Linked DNA regions of Sus scrofa: all the other regions are linked to region 1. Evidence: chromatin contacts called from public HiChIP or PLAC-seq data. All regions are on one chromosome and are shown on one strand. Each heading gives the region's core, a stretch centred on a gene start, on an enhancer-like site or on the middle of the called end of the contact. The rest is flanking DNA. Distances are from core to core; before and after follow the strand shown.

Evidence for each region. HiChIP or PLAC-seq counts read pairs in DNA pulled down with a chosen protein or histone mark.
Region 2: a contact with region 1 is called in an H3K27ac HiChIP or PLAC-seq map of alveolar macrophages. The contact joins two enhancer-like sites. A contact is called at or near these places in 1 of 47 Hi-C or Micro-C datasets (embryonic fibroblasts) and 1 of 2 datasets of contacts at active chromatin or transcription factors (alveolar macrophages).
Region 3: an H3K27ac HiChIP or PLAC-seq map of alveolar macrophages shows a contact between it and region 1. The contact joins two enhancer-like sites. A contact is called at or near these places in 1 of 47 Hi-C or Micro-C datasets (embryonic fibroblasts) and 1 of 2 datasets of contacts at active chromatin or transcription factors (alveolar macrophages).
Region 4: a contact with region 1 is called in an H3K27ac HiChIP or PLAC-seq map of alveolar macrophages. The contact joins two enhancer-like sites. A contact is called at or near these places in 3 of 47 Hi-C or Micro-C datasets (embryonic fibroblasts, epiblast stem cells and fetal liver) and 1 of 2 datasets of contacts at active chromatin or transcription factors (alveolar macrophages).

The regions. Positions count from the first base shown.
Region 1 is chr1:98,849,043-98,852,094 of Sscrofa11.1, reverse strand. All of the region lies in intron 13 of DYM (dymeclin), which reads left to right. Among named protein-coding and RNA genes, the nearest start is that of DYM, 170 kb to the left of the region's middle. Within about 2 kb of position 1,529, at least 2 of the 83 cell types and tissues checked have an H3K27ac peak or open chromatin away from gene starts, as enhancers often do. A contact at or near this core is called in alveolar macrophages, where this site is marked.
Region 2 is chr1:98,514,745-98,518,004 of Sscrofa11.1, reverse strand. It overlaps SMAD7 (SMAD family member 7), which reads left to right. Exons shown (of 4, transcript NM_001244175.1): 4 at 3,185-3,260. Among named protein-coding and RNA genes, the nearest start is that of SMAD7, 26 kb to the left of the region's middle. Within about 2 kb of position 2,009, at least 37 of the 83 cell types and tissues checked have an H3K27ac peak or open chromatin away from gene starts, as enhancers often do. A contact at or near this core is called in alveolar macrophages, where this site is marked.
Region 3 is chr1:98,392,623-98,395,897 of Sscrofa11.1, reverse strand. The region is part of intron 9 of CTIF (CBP80/20-dependent translation initiation factor); the gene reads right to left. Among named protein-coding and RNA genes, the nearest start is that of SMAD7, 150 kb to the left of the region's middle. Within about 2 kb of position 1,542, at least 9 of the 83 cell types and tissues checked have an H3K27ac peak or open chromatin away from gene starts, as enhancers often do. A contact at or near this core is called in alveolar macrophages, where this site is marked.
Region 4 is chr1:98,410,144-98,413,192 of Sscrofa11.1, reverse strand. All of the region lies in intron 10 of CTIF (CBP80/20-dependent translation initiation factor), which reads right to left. Among named protein-coding and RNA genes, the nearest start is that of SMAD7, 130 kb to the left of the region's middle. Within about 2 kb of position 1,587, at least 1 of the 83 cell types and tissues checked has an H3K27ac peak or open chromatin away from gene starts, as enhancers often do. A contact at or near this core is called in alveolar macrophages, where this site is marked.

The DNA.
Region 1 (3,052 bases), core at 280-2,779:
ATATTGGTTTTATTTTTTAAAATTTAATTCAGTTTCAGCCTTATATCATTATCTGATTTCATTGTAGTTAGGAAGTTGTTTCTTGAGGGAAGGAATTTTCTGATATTAAGAGTTACAACAAATAGTTCAGTTTTGTTTCTAAAATCTTGGTAAGTTGTTCAACATTGTTTTCCATCTCTAAAATGATATAGGAGACCAATTTCGTTGTAGTGTTGTCGGAGTTAACAATGGATTATGCAGTCTTTCACGGCTCTATTTTGTTATAACATTTTGGAAATAATTTTAATTTAAAAATAAATCTAGAGAACACCTCTACAAAAAGTTTCTTGCTTTCTGTTAATATCCCTCCATTCTGATTCCTTGCCTGAAGGATCATCAAATTGCCTGTATTTCACAAGTATTTCCCTCAATGAAAACCTCATTGAATATAGATGGGTTTTAATGATAATGTTTTATTTTGGATTGGTAGGAGGTCTAAGCGATGGTTTTTGCAGTATAAGCATTTCTTTTAAACTTATGTGATTTATTTTTTAAAAGACAGAATTAACTTGTTCTTGCCCAGTGCCTGGGCAATAAAGAAACTCCAGTTTTTCCACTGCTTTGGTCTTTGTTGATCCTTGTTTGCTCTTGGCATAGCAGTAGCCAGGAAAGGAAAAAGGAATATTTTGCCTTAAAAATCTTGCTTTCTGTACTTCCTACAGCTAGTGGCGCTTTGAACATAACTACATTTTTTTTCAGGAAAGCCTGACATAGTTTTCTTTTTCAGTTTAGTCCTTTCTTTGGACACTATGTTGAGAAAACATTTAGACAGCTCCCAGTTGAAAATTTGTAAGTTTCCAATAGAAAATTTATATTTAGAGATTGCTGTTATTATACAGTAAAGGGTTTTGTTAGACTTGATGGGACATGTGAAAACTTTGTAGTTTAATTTCCATTTAGACTGTTGACACATTCGATATGTCAATTTTTAATTGACATTTATCTGAATTTTGATTTCTTATAAGTAAAGACCTTTCTGGACAGAATTGCCATGTGGGAAATTAAACATTAAAATAATTTACTATTGTGAATGAGCGGAGATTTTTACCCTGCTTTCAAGCTGACAAATTAGCCTGTCACAAATTTGTGGACCCTGGTCCAGACTCAAGATTCCTAGGCCAGGAGTTACCATCATGGCGCAGTGGAAAAGAATCCGACTAGGAACCGTGAGGTCGTGGGTTCGATCCCTGGCCTCGCCTAGTGGGTTAAAGATCCAGTGTTCCCATGAGCTGTTGTGTAGGTTGCAGACGTGGCTCGGATCTGGCATTGCTGTGGCTGTGGTGTAGGTTGGCAGCTGTAGCTCCGATTTGACCTCTAGCCTGGGAACCTTCATATGCCATGGGTGCGGCCCTAAAAAAAGCAAAAAAAAAAAAAAAAAAAAAAAAAAAAAAGAAGAAGAAGATTTCCGTGTCAGAGACAAATGACAGTTTATTGCTCACCATGGTGTGTGCCAGGGTTTCATCATTTTCTTGCGTGGCTCCCCATGCCCAGAGAAGCGTGACAAGGGTCAGGTAGTATCTGCGCATGCAATGGGTTACATTACAGGAGAGAACCCTCAGCTTAGGAAATCCCATCTTTCATAGCAGGCTTCAAGCAACCCTGCCCAGACTTTGTTTTGGACAGAGACATCTTTAATATATTTGACAGCAGCAACCTGCTGTTGGTTCTAAAGGGAGTCACTCTTTCTCCTTTCCATGTCTATTCACTCTCCAGAAATCCATGAAAAACTAGTCCAGAGGACAAGGCTGCTAAAACCTCTGCTTTCAAGATGTGCAGAAACACTAAAGACCTATGGGGAACTCTCTCCCCATGGTATTACTAGCTATTTATGCATTTCTGTTGCCAATTGGAAAAACCTGTCACCAAGTCATTTAGTTAATTGATACTGTTTTAGGTTTTCTATCTCACTTGCTAATGTGCTGGATTTATGTATCTTAGAAGAGGTAGTAAAGGGCCAAGTGGCCTCACTAGCCTCTGCTTTGTCCATGTGTCCTAATGAATCTTCTACTCAGGTGTCAATGTCAGTAATACCACCCTTACAGCCTTGTTTTTGAGTGGCTTTGACATAACCCAAGTATTTTTGCATTCAACACAAATCATAAAATTTTAGATTTGGAAGGATCTTTAAAGAACATCCAAGACAAGTTTGCACACTTCACTTGTGGAAATATTGACACCTAGATTTATCATGTGACTAAGTCTAAGTGAAAACTATTGCAGAAGCAGATGTAGAAATCAAGCCTCCCAGCTCCTTGCCTAGTGTTCTTCTCAGAACGAAAGAGAAAAACCGTGTGTGTTCATGCACATGTATTCTCTCTCTCTTACATAGTTGTGATCCCTAATACATTTAAAATGCTAAGGCCAGGTAAGAGAAATAAAATCACTTAATAAAGCATTTTCCTGCTTGATGAATTGCACATGCTTGATGGACTTTGTAAAAAGCAGCTTTGTCCAAGACAAAGAAATAAGAGTTGTGCTAACAGGAGAAATGAGAGTAAACAGAAGGTAAAGAGATTTAAAATGACTCATGTGCCCAATATAAATACAGACGGGCCCACAAGGGATGAGAGAATGCTGCTTTAGGAGAGATAGAAGGATAGTTGGGAAAAGGTACCTGCTACAAAGGAGGGTAAATGCTGTCACAAATACTGATGAATATCTTGAGCATTTAACATTTGTTTATTCTTTAAATGGGCCTCAGTTTCCTCATTTACAAAATGGCAATATCCTGCTAGGACTGCTTTGAGGAATAAATGGGTTTTTATACGCAAAGCGCTTAGAATAGAGCCTTTTCAGTAGCAATCACCTAGAAATTAGCAGAGGAAAAAAAAAAATCTTCCTTATTAGAGGACAGACAGCACAATGTCTTGCTTGTGATGGCCCAGTATGTATTTGAACAAATGATGAAATTCTGATGCTCTAATGAGATTAAAAGAAAAATGGTTAAATCTGCAGTTCTAAGGAGGAAACAACATGCCATATAGACCACCATTTTATTTTTTGCTTATTTATT
Region 2 (3,260 bases), core at 760-3,259, 330 kb after region 1:
AGGCGGGAGAGAAGAAGTTGTTGGAAATGCCGGAAACGGTTATAAAAGCTGAGGGAAATTAACAAGGGACTGCGAGTTTTTGCCTTTGGAGGCTGAGAATCAACCACCATGATACGAAGGCGCTTCCTTAGTCCTTGTAATCAGGGGGACTTTTCGGGGCGAGATCCTCCCAGCTGCTCACCTCAAGGAGGCCTGGGAAGCCCCTGGGAGCTGGGCGTCAGCACAGACCTTTGTGGGGAGATGCTAGTGGGCTGTGGGCCCAATTTAGGGAACTGATTCTCTGAAGATGTCGCTGCATGCTTCCCAGAAATGAGCCCAGACGGCAGGTCGTTCAGGGCAAAGGAGGGAGCCCTGCGTACCAGGCCCCCAGCAGCGTGCCATGTAAAAGGGACCTTCTCTCTTGCACTGGTTTTGCCTGAGAGCCTGCTTTTTGGCTCAGATAAAGTCAAGGAGGAGCAAAAGAAAAGAGATATCAGGGTGCTAGGGGGCTGCTGGGTGACATGGGGGGGGTCCTGCTGCCCCCGATTAGGGCACCAAGTGGGCTTTCAGGGGCCTTATTCACATCCAGGGACACCCACACGCTGCTGTTTATCTGGGCTGGGCCATTAACCTCAACAGCAAAAGGCTTTTTCCAGGGGATGTCTGGCAGCAAATTGCTGGGTGGACTGGCGGGCAGCACAGATGAAAGAGAAACCCGCCAGAAGGCCCCCCCCCTTCCCCTCCCCTCCGCTGGGCGACCTCAATCCTCTGCCCCCGCCCAGCTTCCTCAGCCCACAGAGGCCCCCCATCCCTTGTCTGTGGGCCTGGCACCGGGGCAATTTGATCCCTAGGACCCTGTCCTCCTCCTCCCCCTCCCCCTGCCTCACCTCCCTGCTCCAGCGGGTGCCAGGTTTCAGGGGAGCTCCATGAAACAAAGTATTGTGAGGCTCCCCCAAGGGTCTCCCGAACCTTCCTCCCAGCAACTCTCGAGTCTTCCTTTCCAGGCCAATTTGTTGTCCCGAGTTGGGAGCATAAGCGATAGCTTATATTTCCAAACACCCTCCCCGCTCAGACAGGCAGGCAGGTAAGGGCTTTCTCCTCCCTCAGCAAACTTGGCTGCCAGGACATTTTTATTTACATGGATGTTATGGGTCTTTGGTGTAGCCTTCAGAGCTGAACTCCCTCGGCAAGAGGGTTCAAAGATTGCCAGCGCTCGCGAGTTTATTAGCAGTTGATGGATACTTTGCAGAAACAAGTTAATGCCTGACGAGTCACCTTCAGCTTGGAGCCCTGGTCCCTCTCGTTTTTCCATATGTTCCCGGGTGTGTGCTTGCAAACACACACACACACAGAGCACACACTCGAAGTGCGTTCACACTATGCTCATGGACACAGCCTCTCCCACACTTGAGCTTTAGAGATGCATGGGGGACGCAGGTGACCAAGTTTCTGGTGTTGATATTTCATGGGGTTGGGGTTGAGGGGAGGAAGGACCCCTCAGCTTTCCCCATTTTTGTAGCTGTCCCAGCCGGTGGGGTGTCTAGGGGATTGCCACTCAGGGTGGGTGTTGGTGGCTGCCTCGATGGGTAGTACATTTGTACAGACTTATTCATACATAGGATGCCTCCATGCAAGACTGGCTGCTGCTTTAAAAAAAAAAAAAAAAAAAAAAAAGTTAATGGAGCTGCCTGGTTTGGCTCCCAGGCCCGAACATGCCTAGAAACGTTGGAAGGAGTTGGCATGCTGAGCTGCCCTGGCTCCCCGGCCTGCGGGGATGGCGGGATGCGGGGCCTGAGCCCTCCTCCAACCCCCAGCCGCTGTGCCATATAACCCATCATCGCTTCCAAAAATCAAAAAGGCCTAACAGAGCAAAAGACACCTCCCGCCAACCCCTGCCTTCAACCCCAAGCCCCCCAGTAACAGAGAAGCAGGAGCTTACAGGGAGGGCGGGAGGAGGGCTCTGCCGCCGGCCCTGCTCTCCCCTGCCTTTCCCCATTTTTGTTAACAAATACAAGACTTCCGGTCTCCGCCCTGCCACCACAAACCGCAGCGTTCCTGCAGCCCGGCTGGGCTCGGGAGATTTATGGCTCCCAGTCTGAGGCCTACCCCGCCGGCTCCAGCTTGAGGAAGAGTCGGAATGCCAGCCGCCGGGGCCCCCTGGCTTCCATATATCCTCCCTTTTAAAAGACCTCCAAGCGCCTGTTCAGGAAAAATCACCTTAGCAGACTCACCCCAGCCTCCCCTGCTGGCTGCCGTGGGAAGAAAGCACGTCTAGGAAAGCCGGGGTGGGGCCTCCAGGGGCGGACAGAAGAAGGAGGGGGAGGACACCCAGTCTAGATGCTTCTGGGGAGGGAGGGGGAGGAGGAGGAGGAGGGTTCCCCCCCGCCAAAGGCATGGTTGTACCCACTTGAGACACACAATCTTCCATCTGGGCCGGAGGTAGTCGGGGCTGACACCAAGTTGCATGTTGTGACTTGGCGTGTTGACAGGAGCTCACCCTTTGTGTACAGAGCTGCCGGGGACAGACACACTGAGTTGTTTTTCTATTAGGAAGATAGGTATTTTTATCCCAAGCCACCTCCATTAAAGTTTCCCCCAGACAGTGCTCCCTGATGACCAAGGCATTGATCTGAGGACTGGGTGACAAGCACAGAGACTGTTTAGCAGGTGGTCCTGGGGTCAAGGTCTGGCTGTGTCATCCCTGGGGCCTGAGCAACAGACTTCCTGAGGCCAGGTTTTCTCATGAGGATGACAAGGGGCTGGAGCAGCTGGCCTGCAAGGTTCCATCCAGTTTAAAGGACTATAATTTTAGACCTGTCTAGAAGGCCTCTCCCAGCCCTAAAAGTAAGCCCTCCAACTAAGTTACTAAGTGGTCCTGGCTTCTGATTCTGCAGGGATGGGGCTTCCACTGGTAGGGTTGGTGTCCTGGGTTCCTGATAGGATGCGGGGGAGCAGAGGGATCAGGGACCCCCATGCTTTAGAGGCCCCGCTCTTCCATCACTGGGTTAAGATCTCCAAGCCCCCCATAGGGGAACTGTACAGCCTGTGGCACATCCAGTGCCCTATCATCTCTTTCTGTCTTGCACTGAGAAACAGTGGGCCTGGCGGCCCAGGAGTGCGGATGTGCACGTCATCTTGGTTTGGGAGGAAGAGGAAAATGCCAGTCCCCATCATCACCCACCATGTCTGCCATTTTGTCTTCTAGATTCCCAACTTCTTCTGGAGCCTGGGGATCGGTCACACTGGTGCGTGGTGGCATACTGGGAGGAGAAGACGAGAGT
Region 3 (3,275 bases), core at 293-2,792, 460 kb after region 1:
TGGAGGAGGTGCCTGAAGTCGAGTTTGGAAAAAATAACTGCTGCTAAAAATGTTTGAAAACCACTGGTGTATCAAGAGTCCGCACAATGGGCTCGAAGGCCAGACAGGCCTGGATGATTGGACTCCCACCCAGCCCTGGGACCTGGGCAAGCCCCAAGACCTCCCAGAGTCTCCCATTCCCCATGTGGGCAAGGATAACAGGGCTAGACATAACAAGGATGGAAAGTGACTGGCTGAGGAGAAGCTCCTTCTCGCTTCCTTGGCCTTCCCCACTTGGGGCCCAAGGACCTCCATGGCAGGTGTGACCTGTCTGCCTTTTCACCCCTTGGCCACCTTGTAAAGGGAAGTTTCTTAGGGAAAAGGTGGATGCTAAGATGGGAGGCGCATCCTGCCCTTATTTGGGTTTCCATGTATATTAAGATGGATGGAAGAAAGGAAAGATTCTTTATCCACAGGGGATCCAACATGACCCAAGAGAGAAGAGAGAACCTGGAGATCAGAAAGGGGTGGGTTATCCTTACTAAGAAATGATCTAGTGGGAAGACCAGAAGACCTGCTGTTTGGGGGCTATGTGACTTTGGGAAAGTCATTCACCTCCTTTGGCCTCAGTTTGGTATCCCACAAAATGAAGCGGAGTATACTTGTCCCATCAGGCCCATGCATAGTGGTGAAGACAATAAGGCGATGGCTAGAAAATCACATGGTGTGACATAGAGCACAGACTTGTGGTTGCCAAGGGAGATGGGGGAGAGAGGGGGAGGGGCTGGGAGCTTGGTATTAGTAGATGCAAACTATTGCACTTAGAATGGATAAGCAATGAGGTCCTACTGCACAGCACAGGGAACCTTATCCAATCTCTTGGGATAGAACACGAGGGAAGATACTATAGGAAAGGGAATCTATCTATCTGTCTGAGTGGGTCACTTTTTTGTACAGCAGAACTTGACACGACATTGTAAATCAACTATAATTTTTAAGAATCATTAAAAAATTAAAATGAAATCAGCTGGCGAGCTGAGCATGGTTTACAATACAGTATGGCGGGTCTTGATGAATGGAGACCATCCCTTGCTCATTAGCCCCTTAAAGTTCAGCTCGATCTTGACCTGGCACAATGTAAATGGCTCAACAGACTCTTCCTGAACTGATTCTTGTGATCAAAGGCTGCCGACTGGCACCGGTCACTTTCCCTGCCTGTGGTCTTGCTGACCAGGCACCTCCTGTTGAGCAAGATACTGGGTGGTGGAGGAGAAGCCATCTGCTAGAGCAGACTTGCCTAATCTCGGCACTCTGGAGATTTGGGGCCAAATTATTTGGGCGGGGGTCGGGGGGGCACTATCCTGTGCATGGTAGGTCCCTATCCACTCAATGCCAGTCAGAGCCCCCACCACCCTCACCCCTAGTTGTAGAAGCCAAAAATATCTCCAGGCATTTCCGAATGTCTGCCAAGGGCAAAATCACCCCCAGCTGACGGCCACTGCCTGGAGCGAGACTGTGCACACTCCCGCCCCCACCAGGGCATCTTCTTAGGACCCAGCAAGATGATGTGGAAGTTCTCGAGTAACACTGGGAAGCAACGCAGTGCAGGGCTCTGTCTACTGTAAGGCCTAGGAGGGCGCACCCCTGCAACTGTCTAGAAACTTCCCAGGGGCTGTATACAACGCACACCTGCACGCCGAGCAGGCTGCAGATGGAGCTGGTGCTAACTCAGCACTCAACCATAGCGGCGCATATAACTTGCCCCGGCATCTAGTCCGCAGACTCTGGTCATTTCCCCTCTTGATACAGAACAATGGTTTAAAATAAAAAAGCAGAAGCCCTTATGTGTGATGATTCAAAACCCCAAGAGGGTAAAAATAAAGCTGGGCTCTGACACTGACAGCTTGGGTTGTGATGTTAGCCCTGCGAGCAAATGATCTTTCATCAGTTGGACTGTATTTTTAAATGTGAACAGTTTATCACGCTTAACACTGCTTATTTGGGGGTGCCTTGGACAACAGATAATTCAACTGCATTTACCAGATGACACTGACAAATACTTCCCACGCCCGTGTCCCCAGATAAAAATAACGCCAGCTTGCTCACAGGTTTGCGGAAAAAAAGGGCAGGAAGCTGGAGGTACCAATCGTGTCTGGCACATCCTCCCCACCCCCGCACTGGCCCCTGGTGGTGCTGGCTCTGCTGCTGGAGGAGGAAGTGTTACCCAGGTGACACATGATGTTCTAACTGTGTGAGACAATGGGGAGGCCTGGAGTGGTATCCCTTCAGGAGCCCCAGGCTCTGCCCATCACAGAAGGCTCTGCTTCCTTAGCAAGCATCCAAGGAGAATGAAGAGAGCACTGTGAGAGCTTGGACAGTCACCCAGCCTTGCTGAGCCCAATCTAGAGAATGGGTTCATACAACATTTCCTACCACCTGTTATGGATATGGCGAGATCCAAATGCCTGACTCCTGTAGCACGGGGTAGATGAAGGCTGCAGGCCTAGAAGCACAGGCCTCTGTGGAGTGACCCCAAAGGCACAACTTTCTTTGCCTTAGAGCATTTCCCTTGTAACCAGCAGGCACAGCGCCTGAAGGCACCCCAAAGTACAGCACCTATCTTTTCTTTTTAGGGCCTCACCTGTGGCATATGGAAGTTCCCAGACTAGGGGTTGAATCGGAGCTGCAGCTGCAGGCTACACCACAGCCGCAGCGAGGCCAGATCTGAGCCACATCTGCAACCTACACTGAAGCTTGTGGCAACACTAGATCCTTAACCCACTAGGCCAGGGATCGAACCCCCATCCTCATGGATACCAGTAGGGTTCTTAACCCATTGAGCCATGATGGGAACTCCACCACATCTTTAGGATAAGGCTCCATTTCTCCAGCAATTCCCCCAGTCAAACCACAGGGGAAACATCAAATACCAATTACATTGGCATGGTTCAACTGATCAGAAACTTGCTCTTCTATGAGAAAGACAAGACTTAAGAAAGGTGGGGTCTGGGAGTTCCCGTCGTGGCGCAGTGGTTAACGAATCTGACTAGGAACCATGAGGTTGCGGGTTCGATCCCTGCCCTTGCTCAGTGGGTTAAGGATCCGGCGTGGCCGTGAGCTGTGGTGTAGGTTGCAGACGCGGCTCGGATCCTGCGTTGCTGTGGCTCTGGCGTAGGCCAGTGGCTACAGCTCCGATCCAACCCCTAGCCTGGGAATCTCCATATGCCGCGGGAGCGGCCCAAGAAATAGCAACAACAACAACAACAACAACAAAAGACAAAAAAAAAAAAAAAAAA
Region 4 (3,049 bases), core at 338-2,837, 440 kb after region 1:
TCAATTCCACAAAGATCTACTTGGCTTCCACCATTGAGCAGGCACTGGGTGTGCATGAGAATAGAATAAGAGCAGCTCACGTTCTGTTTGTGAGGTGGTTAGGAACGGAGACTTGGATTCTGATATCAACTCTGCTGCCCGCTAGCTGTGTGGCTGTGAGCAAGCTGCCTGACCTCTCTGTTCTCTGGAAAATGGGGAGAAAAATCTTTAGGGTGTCACTTGAGTTAATAGACAAATGAAGGCATGAAGTGCTTTGGATAATGCCTTCCAGCATGCTATTGTCATTACTAAAAAATACCACAGGGTGATGTCAAAAGGATGGGATGCACTGCCTCCCTCGGAGGTGTACTTGGCTGGGGGTGGGGACAGGGGCACCTCCAGAGGAGGTGACCTGAGCTGGGCCTGGGAGGAGGTGTTTCAGGGCCAGGAAGACAGAGACTCCAAGGATGGGGTCCAAGATTTCAAGCCTGAGTGACCGAGAGAACATTAATTCAACTAGGTCAGAGTGTGGAAGGAAATGCCCGGGGAAGTCATTCTGGGGCAGGGTGGATCTCAGAGCTGGGTGTCCTCCAGCCTGAAGGGGCTCAGGGTCTAAGCACATGCTCAGTCTGAGTGAGCCCTGGGTGCAGTGAAAGTGACCTCCATGAGCAAGAAGTCCCCAAGACTGAGGATTTTATATCTTCCCCTGGACTTGTTCCAAAGATGGTACCAAGATGGATGGTGGGTCTCTGTTTGACTCTGGGGCATCAAGGGAGGAGGAGCAGGGGATGCCATGGGGGGTGGTACCAAAGCAGAGGATGGAGTGGACGTCTTATGATGGTGAGAAAAGGCAACTGGGATGTCCCCGCCTGGCTGCAGGGGAGCAACTGGGGTGTCCTGGGGCTGAGGCTGGGCCACATTAGGATGGGGACTGAACAGGAAGGTTTGGGGCACCACAGGCACATCCTGGGGGAGGGCTCCAGGCTTGACTTGGGATGTGCCTAGTGGGCAGCTGGAGATGCCAGCCTGGGGGTGGTTCAGAGAGTTGGGAGGACCCCAGGGCAAGGCGGGCCCTGGACATTTGGGGTCAGCCATCTGCGTGGCCCCCTGGGGAAGAGCCTAAACTTGCCCCTCATGGAGAAAGGCAGCAGCAGTGACTATGGCTTGTAGAAACTTCCTAGAGCTGGCTCAACCTGCTTTGGGGACAGGGGTCAGGCCTGCTTATGAGTGTATGAGGTAATAAGGTACAGGAGGCAGAGATGGACTCTAAGAATTCAGGGGTCTCCCCAGGCGGCCTCAAGCAGATAGCTTGGCCCACGGGATGGTGGTTTCCTCTTTTGCGAAATGATGAAAGCCACTGATGATTTAGTTACTCTTCTGGTTTACTGTCAGCCTGGTGTGGGGGGGGGGTGTCTGTGTGACCCTGTCCCAAGAGTTTACTGCAGCGAACAAGTCAGAGGAGGCTCCTTATTTCTGGCCTGTGCAGACCTCTTGGCACCTTCCGGATTTCACACCAGAAGGTTCGCACTACCTCAGGTGGCGTCAGAAGTGTCCTGACAGCCAGGGCCAGTGCTCAGCTGGGGCCCTGCTTCCTGCTTGGGGGAGCAGGTGACAACAACACCAAGAGGTGCCCAGATCACACAGAGGAAACATGTTGGGGTGATCCAGGTCACTGCCCTAGAACAGTGCTGCTCCCTGCCTGGAGGTGGGCTGTCGGGGGCGCAGGGCAACTCACCCAAGGATGGGAGGACCCCCGAAGGCCATCCGGGCCAGCCCCCTGCCTCCAAGAGGGCTGCCTTCAAAGCATCCCAAAGGGATGCAAAAAGCATAGCCATGGCCTCTCTGTGCAGCAGTTGCACTGAGGCCAGTTTGAGTGAAATCAATTTGGAAGAGGCCATTGTCTGCAGCTGAGAAACAAGTCTGAAATCAAGTACAGTTGTCAAGAAACTTTGGCGATGTGGCGTAGCAGAGGCTTAGGGGGTCACGAAACACCCAGCAGAGGTCTGTGTGCTCTGCTTTTATGTGCACCCACGCGGTCTGGAGACAACGAGCTATTTTCTGATAAATGCTTCAAAAACATTTACAAACACCCCCTCCCTTCTCTTGAATTGCTCTCTTTTCTTCCTTTCAGAAGCACAAAAAATGGCTCTTGATGGCATACCTCCCCTTTAGCTGACAATTCCCTCTCCCTGGGGTCTTTCACGGAAACACTTCTCCAAAAGCTTGTCTGCATGGGGTTCCTCACCTTCACTGACTCCCCAGCGCTGCCGAGGTAGCTTTTGCGCTCACTCCACTGACACCATGGGGTCCCTGACCTCCTTGTTGCCAAACCCCGGCCACTTCTCCGTCCCGGTCCCCTTGATTCCCCTGAGGTCGCTCCTCCTGACATCTTGGGACCAGCTGCTGAAAGTGGGAGGGGACAGCACCTGGGAGGGGTGGTCTGGCCCCGCCCCTGAGGGAGGAGCGCTGTGACCATTGGCGCCCTCCTGGCTTCTTTCCAGCCTTCTCTCCTCCACTCCCCCAGCGCACCCTATCTGGTCCCCAACACCAGGTACACGCTGACCCAACGCTCAAGCCTGTGTCGCTAGGGCCAACCTCTTCTGGATCATCAGACACATCAGACAATTCCATTGGAGCAGCAGAGGGACAGCTCCCTGGGGATGGAAAACAGGCCACCCAAACTCCTGGTTGCCATTCCCACTCTATCTGCTTCCAGCTTCCTCATCCCAGGAAACGGTGCCAGCAGGCTGGTAAAGGAGGATCCCGAACGCTCCCTCCCTTCTCTGTATCTCTGGTCAGAAGTCCTGCTGGTTCTAACACAAAGATACAACTGGAAGGCACATGGCCTTCCCCCTCCTCTTTCATGACTGTTTTGAGCCACCAGCCTCTCACTTGGACCCAACAGCTTCCACGTTTGCCCCTTCAAGTCTACCCCCTCTCATAGGGTTATTATGGGCAGGGCAAGCACTCCCCTTGACTTCTTGCTCCTTAAAAGTTTTCTGATTATCCTTATTTATTTCTTTTTCAGAGGAAATTTAGAAAGAACCATTTTTTAAAAAAATAAATAATT